2 separate regions of the Bombyx mori genome follow, and region 1 is linked to region 2. The links are chromatin contacts, called in public Hi-C maps. All regions are on one chromosome and are shown on one strand. The core of a region is the stretch at or near the end of the contact, and the rest is flanking DNA. Distances in the headings are between cores, read along the strand shown. Region 1 overlaps LOC101741956 (nucleolar protein dao-5). Region 2 holds the start of DnaJ-19 (translocation protein SEC63 homolog).

Region 1 (2,700 bases), core at 47-2,546, 74 kb before region 2:
TCAGCCACGGACTACTATTTAATAAGCATTTTCAGTTCTATTTTTAGGTACCTAGTTAAATTCGGATGTTCTAAAACTTTACTTGACATTTGAAAAAAGATTATTATTTTGAGTGCTAGTTGTTAAGTATTTGTAAATAGTGTTCTCGTTTTAAGTGTCACGTATTGTAGTACTAATTAATGTACAAATGATTTATAATTATAGGTTTAAGAAATAAATGTAATTTTGCATTACTGTTAAAGTCCCGCCTTTGAATATAATGTTGAGATACTATTTGGTTGTTTAATTACGTATGTAATTAAATGCTAAATAACGTTAACTGCTATCCTCTTAATCTAAAATTTGATCGTGTATATTCTAGAAGTAACTACTACAACTGCATTACGAGTTAAACATTAACAAATTCTACATTGAAAGCTGAAAAAAAAACTAAGTTGAACTCGTTCGCCGCGTCGAATTAAGTTTGAGGTAGGTGCCGGAAACCGTTTTAAAAAGCTCCAAAGACGACTCCGTGCCCGTTGCTTGTTAAGTAAAAATAACATTCAGATACTTATTACAATACCACCAGTCACGGCCCCTTACCGGAGCCCACAAATATCACATCGACGGGTGAAAGGCTATCTCTTTTAATTAGAAAACAAACAGAGTAAGACAAAAAAATATAGATCTTGAATTGATGGTAAAGAAATAAACATACACCGTTCGTAAACGCATGTTATATTGTGAAATAATAAAGCCTCAGACTAAATAAAAAAAATGTACCAGAATTTATCTCACTACCGCGGTTGGCAACCTGCGGCTCGAGAGCCTCATACGACTAGTTCTATGCGCAAATATTATTTATTTCACAAAAAAGAAAAATCGTTCTGAATCGATTAGAGAGAATTATGCGTCATTGTCCTTCTGTCAACTTCTTAATTCTCAGGCCATAAAATCTTCGGGGACATTTTGGCGGGAATGCGAGGAGTGGTATTGTATGATTTGTTTTATTTTGTCTATTTAGTGTTTCTTCATGTTTAGATGCGTAATAATGGTAGTTTATTTACTGCTTAGTATCTGTGAAAGTGCACAAATGTGGGGAAAAAAAACAAGGCCGCTAGACGTGGCTTCTCGGGATCCTCCAAAAAGTCCACTGACAAAATCACAGTAAATGAGCACTATTTTACTGAGATTATATTTCATTTCATGTCATGTTTCATATTAATCAGTTTCATTTCATTTCACTTCATATTATGTTACATATAAAAGATTAGGCCGTATGGGGTAACATCTTTGCCTTTGCAGTACAATCTTCAAGAAAAATCTGACAAACTAGCAGTGCCAAAAAAGTGACAGACTTAAAACAGGTGACAGGTGTAAAAAAACAATTATAGTAGGTAGAAATTATAATTAGAATTATAGAAAGCAGAGTATTATATACACTTGACATTGGCGAAATCTAAAAGGAAACGCCATAAACCTAAGAGATAGATAGATAGGTACGGTACTTAATAATAATATTTTTCAAATATTAAGTGTATTATTTATGATACTATTGTTATAATAGTATAATAGTATTATTAGTATTGTTATGTAGTAACTAATATATTAACCTGTGCTATTTTACAACGCATAGATAATATCATAATTCATAATACACTAAATATTTGGTACAACGCGTAGTACTTACCTAGACCTGAACTTAATTTGCCTATATAAACAAAGAAAATAATTTAAAATATCGTCTTACGAAATACTGTAGGTATATCGATACAATTCTTGCCAATATAAATAGCTTAATCTTGTTAATTTAAAGCTACTAAATAATACTACGCTACTTTCATGTCAAATGTTTGTTACAATTTATCATTGCATGAAATGTGTAACCGTACCGTTACGAAAATTCTTAATAAGACTGCTTATGTTTAAATTAATAGAGAGATAGATATGCCCTTTTTTACCTAAGTTATAGTAAAATATTAGGTGTTATCTTTTTCTAAAAGTAATATTAAAGTAACATTTGAATGTACAATCTAGATGATTTAGTAGACCTTTATATCAATTGTCTGGCAAAAAAAACCAGTTGGTTCAAATTTATCCCAATGGTGCTCTGAAAAAGTATGTTGACCCTAAACCCTTTGAATTTGGGTCCCCTATATCTGCATAGTTTCTTCTGTTTTTAATACCACTCTCCCATTTACTTGTCGAATAACAGTTCAACTCAGTCACCAAAGTATAATAATATGACTAATTTGCAGGGAAATACTTTGCATAAAGACTATAATTTGCAATTAATTGTTACAAACAATCAATCAAGTTAAGTTAGCTGATCATGAAACTGTGGCACCAGTCAAGAATACTACAACTAAACAACATTAGGACTTTTAAAAATTTTGGTCATAAGAAAGAGCCAATCCCTACAGTTACTTTTTTGTGGCATGGATTCCTCACCTTCACATTCATGGGATTGTGTCTCGATTGGAAAAGGTATTTATTTTCTGTTTAAATGAAATTATTTAAATGTCTTTAAATATTTACTGATTTTAAATAGCTAAAGTATACTCTTTTAATTTTGACATAATCTTACTATAATATTATTACTTATGTTTTTTTATGAAAAAGGAATACATCTGGAACAGAACTATACACCACCCTCAGTTGAGCGGTAGAGAATACCTTAGGCATTAAGTCCTAATTAAGTAATAAATAAATAATATTCAT
Region 2 (2,700 bases), core at 138-2,637:
CCAACTAGGTAAAGCGATGCCAAAGCTCATTGCTCCAGGTCCATCAGGGTTACCATATTTTTCCCAATTACGTCTCGCTTCATCATCTGTAAGAGCCTAAATAAAATAAATTATCATTATTATATACCATATGTGGTACCCCACTGCAGAGCAAAGGCCTCTCTATCCTGAATACAGTTCATTATTACTGTATTTTTCTATGAACTCTACTGACCACATATTCTGTTCCTATTCAAAGTGAGCTGAAGGTATTGATTACAAATTTTCAATTAAAGAATTTGCAGTTCGTAATCTAAAATTGTTCAGACAATGTTCAATGTGGAACATAAAAAAAAAGATTTCTGCCAATAGGCTTACAAGCATTAGTTTGAATAATCAGACATCAGTCCTTTGCAAGTGGGTATTTGATCTTTTGCTTCAAGGTGATGATACTAAGATATGCTATATTTTACTGTGGACTGGAGCTTTTTGACTTTATGTATCAAATAAATATGTTAAGTTTTTTTTTTATATTAACAATCAATTTAGGTCCTAGAAAAAACATCCATGAAATATTAATTATGTTTACCTGGTATGCCTTTGTGAGCCTCATGAAAGCCTTCTCGTCACCAGTTTCTTTGTCAGGATGCAAAACTAGAGACTGTTTACGATATGATTTCTTTATTTCAGCCTGAGTTGCACCAGGAGGTAGGCCCAAAATTTCATACGGATCAAAGTTTGACATCTCATAATCAAACTGTGAGACCTTGTATGCCAGAAATCCAAGTAGCACCCATCCAGATACTATAGCAAGTTTCACAAAGAAATTTTTCACGCTTTTGTAAGGCTGCGATTGTTCTATGATTAGTTGTTTGCTAACACAATTTGGACACTGACATCTTTCGGCTAATTTTGCAGGATCTAAAAAGGTTGTAATTTTTAAATCAGTTAAGCGTGAGACTAAAAAAATTCCGGCATTAGTAAAAAGCAGTGATGTACAGTCATCAATTAGGCATTCGATACTAACGGTAAAGCATTATGTGATACCTTCGACAAATTCATGAGACATTTTCAATTCCCATTTTAGTTAAAAGTTGTTATTATTGAAACAAATTAATACATCAAATCAATCTATTAATACAACAATAGAATTTAACATTTGTATCCATACCTTCTTTTCGTTTTTTAGGCCAATAATAAAATGTAGCTGGTACTAATATTAATGCAAGAAATGATAAAACAAAATAAAAGAATGTAGATCCACTTTCGTCATATTCGAATTTTTGACCGCCCATTGTAAGTATCAAATCATTCGGATTTAAGTAACATTAAATACACCAATGGGTAAAACTTAAAACCCGACAACTTATCAAAATTAATTTATATCAAGTAAGTTGACCGACAGAAGACGTGTCATTTAACATAGATATTTTTTTTGGTACAATTTTTCCTTATTAGGAATGGCAAGGGGATCTAAGCTCATACAGCCTTATCTGTTCTATATTTAACATAGATAATAATACACTTCTAATATTTCAGTCAATAGAGACGAGAACAAAGAGTCACACGCAAATATTAGGTTTAATCTGTGGACTTTGAAAGTTAAATTATGAGATAGATGGCTTAAAAGACTTTGTTTCCAAGCCAGTAAAATTTATTTAAATTTTTTTATGAGATAGATAATTAATGGATGTTCCCAAGTATCATGAAGACCAACAGGTAAGATGAAATAACAAAAATAGTAAAATTTTCCCAGATTGGTGGACTTTCCAATATGCTAAACACTTAATAAGCCAACATAATTCTAAAGTGCTTAAGGCCGAAGAAACACTAAATTAACAAAATAAAACAATTAACACAACTTCGTTCTTCTCATTTCTGCTAAAGAGCACAAATTGTTCGTTGTGAGTGCGTTTCACATTTAATTCAACTGACGTGGTCTTTGTCACAAAAGATTTGATCTTGTAGACTCTACTCCCCTTTGCCTACCCAGTGAAAAAATTAAACAAATAATAATAATTGTTATGACATGTGTCAAAGTCAAAGTTATGTCAAACAGTTATGAAATAATTTCAATGAAAATAATATAGTCAAGAATAGTCAAGATCCAAACTATACTTATTAAAGCGTAAGTACAAGGTTCCTTCTATAATTAACTTAATTAAAAATAAAATTTATTATTATAATTAAGCCAATAGTACAAATAGTAAGAAAATAATTTTAATAATTTCAGATGACCACAAAAATTATAGCTAGTGCAACGGTACGGGCTGTAAAGAAACGAATATTGCCTTCGAGAGCTGCTTTGGTACTAACACCGTCAGCTGTGAAAAAGGTTAAAGAAATAATGCAGAAAGAAGAGGCAAAAGGTTATGTCGGTTTAAAAGTTGGAGTACGACAAAGAGGTTGCAATGGTTTATCATATACGTTAGATTACGCGAAGACCAAAGAAAAATTAGACGAAGAAGTAAAACAAGACGGTGTTACAATCATAATAGACAAAAAGGCACAGCTTACTTTATTAGGTCAGTAAGATGTTAATAATACATTAAAATGGTAATGTAAATGATCAATAAACAACTTTAAAACATCTGTGATAATACTATGTAATTGGATACACTTCGCAATATTGTATTTACGTATGAAATTGAATTAAATTATGAAATAAATTCATTTCAGGCACAGAAATGGATTATGTGGAAGACAAGCTATCTGCAGAGT

Evidence for each region. A called contact is a pair of places that touch in the nucleus more often than the background predicts.
Region 1: a contact with region 2 is called in a Hi-C map of midgut, with 3 times the contacts expected there. The contact joins the enhancer-like site here to the promoter of DnaJ-19 in region 2. A contact is called at or near these places in 3 of 7 Hi-C or Micro-C datasets (midgut, an unstated tissue and whole pupa).

Annotation. Positions count from the first base shown.
Region 1 is chr22:10,875,262-10,877,961 of ASM3026992v2, reverse strand. LOC101741956 (nucleolar protein dao-5) reads left to right here. Exons shown (of 6, transcript XM_062674987.1): 6 at 1-273. Among protein-coding and RNA genes, the nearest start is that of LOC101741956, 9.5 kb to the left of the region's middle. Within about 2 kb of position 1,296, at least 8 of the 8 cell types and tissues checked have open chromatin away from gene starts, as enhancers often do.
Region 2 is chr22:10,801,586-10,804,285 of ASM3026992v2, reverse strand. It overlaps DnaJ-19 (translocation protein SEC63 homolog), which reads right to left and starts at 1,387. Exons shown (of 12, transcript NM_001281897.1): 1 at 1,151-1,387; 2 at 569-900; 3 at 1-96. The coding sequence starts at 1,274. The region is part of intron 2 of LOC134200994; the gene reads left to right. LOC101738886 (iron-sulfur cluster assembly 1 homolog, mitochondrial) reads left to right here and starts at 1,962. Exons shown (of 3, transcript XM_004926383.5): 1 at 1,962-2,107; 2 at 2,213-2,504; 3 at 2,659-2,700. The coding sequence starts at 2,213.